Linked DNA regions of Capra hircus: region 2 is linked to region 1. The links are chromatin contacts, called in public Hi-C maps. All regions are on one chromosome and are shown on one strand. Each heading gives the region's core, a stretch centred on a gene start, on an enhancer-like site or on the middle of the called end of the contact. The rest is flanking DNA. Distances are from core to core; before and after follow the strand shown.

The links. A called contact is a pair of places that touch in the nucleus more often than the background predicts.
Region 2: a Hi-C map of liver shows a contact between it and region 1, with 2.8 times the contacts expected there. The contact joins two enhancer-like sites. A contact is called at or near these places in 4 of 5 Hi-C or Micro-C datasets (blood and liver).

Annotation. Positions count from the first base shown.
Region 1 is chr8:69,383,052-69,387,619 of ARS1.2, forward strand. It overlaps SLC39A14 (zinc transporter ZIP14), which reads left to right. Exons shown (of 9, transcript XM_018052296.1): 9 at 6-3,108. The coding sequence ends at 152. Among named protein-coding and RNA genes, the nearest start is that of PPP3CC, 20 kb to the right of the region's middle. Within about 2 kb of position 1,605, at least 1 of the 5 cell types and tissues checked has an H3K27ac peak or open chromatin away from gene starts, as enhancers often do.
Region 2 is chr8:69,508,028-69,512,015 of ARS1.2, forward strand. SORBS3 (vinexin) reads left to right here. Exons shown (of 22, transcript XM_018052302.1): 7 at 1,132-1,170; 8 at 1,633-1,726; 9 at 3,728-3,818. Among named protein-coding and RNA genes, the nearest start is that of TRNAG-CCC, 9.1 kb to the right of the region's middle. Within about 2 kb of position 1,769, at least 4 of the 5 cell types and tissues checked have an H3K27ac peak or open chromatin away from gene starts, as enhancers often do.

The DNA of each region.
Region 1 (4,568 bases), core at 355-2,854:
CCCAGTTCCCTGAGATGAACGAGGTGAGCCAAGAGGATGAACGCAAGGGCAGTTTCTTGATCCCCTTTGTCATCCAGAACCTGGGCCTCTTGACTGGTTTTGGCATCATGCTAGTCCTCACCATGTACTCGGGACATATCCAGATCGGATAGGGCCCCGCCAGGAGCCAGTGGGGTTGGCAGTCCGGCCCTGGGCTGCCCGAGGACACCTCATCCAGGAAGCGCTTCAGAAGAGGCAGTTCTATTAAAAACTGTGACACAGACTCTATTCCTACATTCAAATGTCAGCTGGTTTTAAAAATGCTCTATCCAAGGAATAAGCTGCCCTGGTAACCAGCCTCTCGGTAGTGCCTCTGTCTCTTTCCTCTTCTCAACACAGCTCAAAAGACAAGCCTAACTTTTCCCTCTGGTTACCTTGGCCACTTTCTCTCCCAACCAGCACTGAGACATTCTGAATCCTTGGCCAGGTGACACAGAAAGAGAGCCATGGCTCACAGCTTGGTGAGTAATAGTAGGAGGTGAACCTACAGTTTGGGGCTCATAAAATCTCAGTGTGTTTCCTGGGCCTCAGGGTGACCCATTTTTAAGTGAATTTGCCTGTTTCTTTTACAGCAAAAGTACAAAGGACAGGAATCTCTCTTATATTTTCAAAGTCTGTTCGGTTGCCTGTTCTGTCAAAGAGAAGTCAAAGCTGGAGTCAGATGAGTAGGGCTGGAGGAGAGGCAAGGATCCTTGTGTGTGGGCGAGGGGAGTGTGTCTTGTCAGGATGGTCACTTACTCCCACTGGGACCCTGGGCCAAAATTGGTTCTGCACCTGGTGTTTTGTGGTTGTCCAGGTGAGCAGCTAGTAGTTTGTGTTGCCTGAACCTCCCCTCCTTTCAGATGAACACTGGCGGACACGGGAGGGCAGAGAAGAGACCTCTGAGAAATCTAATGGGTTTGTTACAATTCCCACGCCTCAGCCCCCACCCCCATCTCCTGAGAGACATTTCCACTGCCTCGCCGGCAGCACACTCTAAGCACAGTGACGACACCCGTGTTGGAGGGGAGACCGCACAAATTCACCTCCCTGGACAACAACTCGTGCTGCCAAGTGACAAGTTGACTTTCAGCACTGGAGTGCCGCTTGGGGTCTTCTTGACAAGGGTAATCAGAGGCGCAGTCAGGGCAGGCAACATTGAGGACTCAGTAATGCCACCAGTAACAGTACACGCGATAGAACTCTGAGCTGGGAGGGGAGCATCCTTGGTGTTCACAGAATAGGGGGCCCAGGAGTTCCTGCGGCAACCAGCTGGGTCCCCCCTCCGCCCTCACCCCACACCAGAAAGGGCGAATCCTGTATGGAACTGAATATGAATTATGCTAGTAACTCTCTTCAGAAAATGAATTGATAGACTCATGTGTGTGGGAGACCGTAGGTCACCTGCTTGCCCTGTGGAGCCCTCTCCACAGAGCTCCGGCTGTGAGGGGAGCTAGTCTCCAGGTTCACTAGGTGAATTGCTGTATTATTATCATATTGATAACGCGAGATTCCTCAGCCACTCTGGGGAGCCGACCTCTCCAGAAGCCTTCCTCAGTGGTGCCGCGGTTGCAGCCCAGAGGCTGTGCTCGCAGACCGACCTGTGCGCGTGGCTGACCAGCGCTGGTCCGTCGCCACCACCCGAGCACATTTCTGTTCTGACAGGAAAGCTTTTCCACTCTACAGTAATTGAAAGCATCGACTCTGGGTTTTTTTCTTTTTCTTTTTTCCTTTGGGAAACATCCCTCAAACCGGAACTATTCTTGAACATGAGCAGGAAAACCGCTGGTGATGCTTTACAAGTTTTTCTCATCTTGCCTGTTGACTTGGATAGATTTGAGAATGGGCGGAAGGAGGAAGAAAACTCAGTTTTCAAGATTCTAGATGAACTGTCAGGACAGACTTCCTGGTAGGATTACGGTCCAGTTTTTACCAAAGAACCAATTTGAATGTTGGAATCTAACTTTTTATACTGTCATTATTATTGTCACTGTTAACTGTTTTGAAACAAATCCTTGTCTCTTCTGTTTCACTTTTCTCAGACTTGCTTTCAGGAGCTAGCAGGAAATAACACTCAAACCTTAGGACCTTAGACGATTTTGCTTCCCTTAATTTAAATCGAAGTATTAACTTGATAATTTTAGCATTCCCTGTAGATCTGTCCTTCCTTACAGACACGGTATCTGTGGAGTAGAATCCTAAGTAAGCGTTAGTGGGTTTCTAGCTTTAGGAAAAGAGCCCAAAAATGTAACCTTGAGCAAATTTAAAAAATAAAATGTGAGCAGTAGGGTGTTTTCCCTTCTCGTGCACATCCATATTAAGAACTGACTTTGCTTTCACAGACACCTTCTTCAAAGGGGAGTTGTTTTCAAACTGTAATTGGTCCAGAGGCCAGTCCCAGTTGGAGCTTAGAAGGGGTAGAGACACTGAAATTGTGCAACGGATTTGCCTCATGAATCGAAAACGTGGCAGTTTCTTTTTGAAGTGTTGGGTTTGCTGTGTCAAGCGTTTGTACACATTAGAAGTCTGAGGAGTAGCAAGTTCTGAGGACTTCTTTCACATCTGGCATTAGCGTCTTCAGCCTGTCTCCCTCTGTGGCCCACCTTTCTCCAAGGATAACCAAGAAAGTGTGTGGAACGTGCAGGAGCCGTGACTCCAGAGGAGGGCGTCTGCTGCTTTCACCCTCCCCTGGCTTGGAGGTCTCCTTCTGTGCTTGCCTCCAAGGGTTTTTGTGTCTCGTGTCAACTTAGGTCTCCCTTTCACTGGTCCTTCACCCTGGGTTTTAAAAAGAAAGCTTCTCTTTTATGGTATCCTAAGACCTGTTTCTAGTAAATCCTCTTCCACATGGTAATATGGAGATAGCAATATGTGGGAAATCTGCTTTGAAAGAAACAAAAGGTTGTCTGATTTTTGCAAAAGAGAGAGGTTAGCTTTTATTATTCATATTTTATTTTACAGTTCTGCAGTTCCATCACAGTATTTTTTTAAATGACTCAGGTGTTATGAAGATAAATTAGAAAATAAACTTAAGTTATGTGGACTGTAAATGTTTTTATTTGTAAGATTCTATAAATAAAGCTATATTCTGTAGCTGTTGAATCCTGTGTCATCTTTTGCAGTAAGGAAGGTGTAATGAAAACTGTTGAACACAAGGTGGCGATGATGTCTCACTAACAGAAAGCTTCCTTTTACTGGTCCACCTTACATTTGGAGAGGGGTTTTAGTTGGTAAAGATTCTGCCTGCAATGCAGGAGACCCCAGTTTGATTCCTGGGTCAGGAAGATCCGCTGACAAAGGGATAGGCTACCCACTCCAGTAGTCTTGGACTTCCCTTGTGGCTCAGCTGGTGAAGAATCTGCCTGCAATGCTGGAGACCTAGGTTGGATCCCTGGGTTGGGAAGATCCCCTAGAGAAGGGAAAGGCTACCCACTCCAGTATTCTGGCCTGGAGAATTCCGTGGACTGTCAAGTCCATGGGGTTGCAAAGAGTCAGACATGAGTGAGCGACTTTCACTTTCACTTTAGAAGGAACCTCAGATAGTGTAACATGCTCACTTTAAAATGATTAACTTATTTTTTAATGGAGCCCATGACTTTATTAGTGATGGACGGTGTCTCCTAAAAAATTTCTGTTATACTGTTTCACTCGTACAAATCCATGATTTGAAACTTGGAGAATATTTGTTGTTCAGTCACTCAACTGTGTCCGACTCTTTTCGACTCCATGGACTGCAGCATTCCAGGCTTCCCTGTCCTTCACTATCTCCCAGAGCTTGCTCAAACTCATGTCCATTGAGTCAGTCATGCCATCCTACCATCTCCTGTCATCCCCTTCTACCTTCTATCTTTCCCGACATCAGGGCCTTTTCTAATGACTCAGCTCTTCAAATCAGGTGGCCAAAGTATTAAGAGTTTCAGCTTCAGCATTAGTCCTTCCAATGAAGATTCAGGGTTGATTTCCTTTGGGACTGACTGGTTTGATCTCCTTGTAGTCCAAGGGACTCTCAAGACTCTTCTCCAACACCACAGTTCAAAAGCATCAATTCTTCAGCGCTCAGCTTTCTTTATAGTCCAACTCTCATATCCATATGTGACCACTGGGAAAACCATAGCTTTGACTATACAGACCTCTGCCGGCAAAGTAATGTTTCTGCTTTTTAATATGCTGTCTATGTTTGTCGTAGCTTTTCTTCCAAGGAGCAAGTGTTTTTTAATTTCAAGGCTGCAGTCACCATCTGCAGTGATTTTGGAGTCCAAGAAAATAAAGTCTGTCACTGTTTCCATTGTTTCTCCATCTATTTGTCATGAAGTGATGGGGCTGGATGCCATGATCATAGTTTTTTGAATGTTGAGTTTTAAGCCAGGTTTTCCATTCTCTTTCACCTTCATCAAGAGGCTTTTTAGTTCCTCTTTGCTTTCTGCCATAAGAGTGGTGATGTCTGCATATCTGAGGTTATTGATATTTCTCCCAGCAATCTTGACTCCAACTTGCGCTTCATCCAGCACTGTTGAGGTCGTTTAATGGACCGGAACCTGGTGGTCTGGAGTCGA
Region 2 (3,988 bases), core at 519-3,018, 130 kb after region 1:
ACTGGACCAGATCACCGAGGGAGATGGAGAGACAGAGGCCCAGGGATTGAGCCTGAAGCACTTGCTTGGAGAGATGGGCAGGAATCAACTAGGCTGCCTGGGAAGGGGCAGCTTGGGAGGCAGGAGGAAAACCAGAGTAGTCTCCCTGAAGCCAAGTGACAAGAAATTTCTAAAGGAGGAAGTGAACCTCTGTGACTGAGGCTGCTGCTGACCAAGTGGGACTGACCATTTGATCTGGTAACATGGAGGTCACTGGAGTCCTTGACGAGGGTGGCTCAGGCTGAAAGCCTGATTATCAGGAAGTGGAATTGAAGACACTGAGTTTCTTATGGCCAGCATGCATGCAACCCTATGAACTGTAGCCTGCCAGGCTCTTCTGTTCATGGGCTTTTCCAGGCAAGAATACTAGACTGGGTTGCCCTGCCCTCCTCCAGGGGATCTTCCCAACCCAGAGATTGAACCTGCGTCTCTTATGTCTCCTGCATTAGCAGGCGGGTTCTTTACCACTAGCGCCACCTGGGAAGCCCCTTATGGCCAGTAGTTGGCTGCAAAGGAAAGCAGAAAACTCCAAGAACTGGAGGAAGGTGTGGGATCCGGAGAGGGGGATTGTGGTTTGCGTTTAAGGTCAGAGCTGTGGTTACGTGTCTCTGTGCCAAGGAAATCAAGAGGGTTGGCTGGTCAGTAGCTCTTCCTTGGAGGCCCCAGAAAGTCCTGAGCACCTTGAAAAGTGGGTCTGGGGAAAGGGCGAAGATTTAGAAGAGGGTGCAGAAAGGGCGAGAGGGTGAAGGGGAAGTGGAATTCACCAAATTGACCTGGCAGGGCAGGTCTCCAAAGGTCAGGGAGAGGGTGTGTGTGGGAATGTAGGGAGGGAAAGGGAGGAGGGTTTGGGCAAGGCCACTGCCCTCTTGGCTCGCTCAGGCCCTAAGGCAGCCAGAGGCATTTCAAGCCCTCCTGAGAACTGCCCTCCTAATTCCTTCCCTCCCTCGAGACATTTTTCAGGCTCTGACTCAGCCCCTGGGCCCCTGCTTTAGGCAGGAGGGACTGGGAGCCTCTGGGGCTGCCTCCCAGGGCTCCCCATCCTTGTTCTCGCTTGCTGCCCCCACCCTGACCTAGTCCTTTCTGCTACCCTAGACCTACAGCTGGACTGGACCTTCGAGGAGGCACCCAAAGGTGAAGGCTGGGGTTTGGGGGGTGGCATGCCTCAGCCCAGCGCCCGCATTTACCCCTCCCTGCAGCCACGCCTGGCTTTGGGGCTCCCCAGTTGGCTCAGCTCAACTTGTGAATTTTGTACAGCCCATTTCCGTGAGCTCCAAATCCCCTGGTCCACGGTATTAATAATTCAGAGCCTCTGAGTCACTGTCCAGCAAATGCCTAGCCCTGGCTCTGCTTTCTCTGGGCCTCTCTTTTCTAACGTGTAAAACGGGAACACCCCAGAGATGTTTCAAAGGTGTGGTAAAGAGTGTAAAGCTCTTGGCACCCAGCCCATAGTTACTGGTCCAGAGCATCACCCCTGTTCCCACCAGCTACCCAGGAGCGTGGGTAGGGGTGGGCCAGAACCTTCCATGGTCACCCAGGTGCCCCCAACCCCAGCTTTCACCTTCCATTGCCCCTGTTTATTTTCTCTCACTTCAGTGGATTCTTCCTGTGCCACATCTGCAAACTCAAGGCATCCAGGGCCCCAGCAAAGACCACCTGCCAGGCCAAACCAGAAGTCGCCTCTGAGCGGGTGAGTCATCAAGGGGAGGGCCCCAGAGCTGCAGAGGGGTGCTGGCTTCCTTGAGGGGACTGGGCACCCCCTGGTGGCCACAGCTGGCACAGTCTCGGACCAGGCCAGCAGGCTCCTGCCCATGGCTTTGCCCCTTCTCAGGGTTCCCACTGCTTGAGATCCTCCATGCCACCAGAGCCAAAGGGGGATGACCTGACCGCTATTTGTGGTCAGGACTGCCTGGGATGCCTCTGTATTTGGCGGCAGGAATTCATCACCGCAAAGGTCCATGCCTCATTTGGGGTGGAGAGCGGGGTAGCCCGTGGCTAGGCGTGGACCTGCAGCCATCCATTCTGAAGCCTGCGAGAAAACAAGGGGCATAGAGGGCCACAGGCTTTGTCCTAGATGCCACTGAGAGAGGAACCCTGCAGACAGGTCCAGGACGCAGTGCATCTTTTCTAAGAAAACCACACAAGCTCAGCCCAAGCTGCAGGGGCGCAGCCCAACCTCAGGAATCAGGAGGCTCTCCGTCACAGTGTCACTAACGAGTTTCTGATTCCTTTCTGGGAACAGAGTGACCTCATTAGCTTGGCCTTAACCGGGCTGTGGCTCTTGGCATCATCAATAAGGTAGAGACTAAGATTTGGTCAAGAGTTGGACCCAGATTTCTGGATTCTTGCCTGGAAAATTCCATGGACAGAGGAGCCTGGCGGGCTACAGTCCACGGGGTCACAAAAATTTGGACACAACTGAGCACGCACGTGCACCTCTGGATTCAGACCAGTGTGCTGCACTAGCCACGTGACCTTGACCAAGGTAACCAGTCTAAGCTTTCTAGCTCCATCTGTTAAATGGGAATCAGAGGGTGGCATGAAGATCAAAGTACACTGCACATCTCCACAAACATGATTATCATACAAGCTTGATTATGACTAGTTGTTGTTGTTCAGTTGCTCAGTTATGTCCGACTCTTTGTGATCCCATGGACTGCAGCATGCCTGGCTCCTCTGTCCTCCACTATCTCCTGGAGTTTGCTTAAATTCATGTCCATTGAGTCAGTGATGCTATCTAACCATCTCGTCCTCTGTTGTCCCCTTTTCCTACCTTCAATCTTTCCTAACATCAGGGTCTTTTCCAGTGAGTCAGTTCTTCGCATCAGGTGGCCAAAGTATTGGGGCTTCAGCTTCAGCATCAGTCTTCCAATTATGACTAGAGCTTCCCTAAATTAGGAACAATGTATTCCACTCTCATATCACTGTTGTTAGTGATGTTCTTCCTAGAGTAGAGTCATAGCAACAGCAGACAGATCCTGACCCTCCCCTCAGACATTCCATCACTTGATAAGCTTGGTACAGTGGTTCCACTTGGTGGAAATATTCAAACTCAGCAGAAACTGGACGATTTCAGCCAGCCAAGAAGGGAGTCCTGGAAGGACACTCAGGTAACTGTGACAGATGACATCAATGATCTAGCACCTCAGGGAACGGAGACCTGTGGAGCAGAAGTAACTTGTTCAGAGCTTCTGGGTCAGGCCTGCAGGTTCTTTCCCTTGACCTGGGTTTTCCGGGAACTAAGATATAGTCTCACACCCTTGGGTATGGGTGCAAGCTTCACAGACATACATACCCACAGTCATGGGACCAGACAGAAACCAAATGCAGGATATTTCACCAAGGCCAGCAGGAAAGGGACTGGCCACTTCTGGAGCAGATGTGTACATGTTAGCCCCTGTCTTGGGTGTCTCAGGTATGTTCCCTCACCTAAGATTCCCCATACCCTTATAAAGGTGGGAGTCATTCTCATATTATAGGTGTTGAATCAGAGGCTCTAAGACCAAAGGAGACACAGCTAAGTGGTGGGGCTGGAATTTGAACTCAGAGCTAATAACATTTTACTATTTAACACTGCTTCTACAGCCCAGAACAGGTGGGGAGGGGGTGCAGCTCCCTCCCCAGGACTGTGTGCTCACGCCTGCCCCTGTTTCCCTAAAAGGAAACTGAAAGATGTCTTTCCTTTCTTTAGAAGAAGCTGGGACGTCTCTGAAGAGTCTCTTAGAAGCACCTTCAGTTGCAGTCCTGGAGCACCCTCCTCCCTGCACCAGACCTCAAAGCAGGTGGCTTGCCCAGCATCCCCTCTCCCTGCCCAGCACTTCCCCCACCCCCATGCTCTTTGGTCAGGCCTTCTGCTGCTGCAATAGTCGGTATAGTCTGTATAGTCCATGGGGTCACAAAGGGTCAGACACAACTTTCTGCTGCAAGCACAGGTAAAGCTATTCTTCATCTT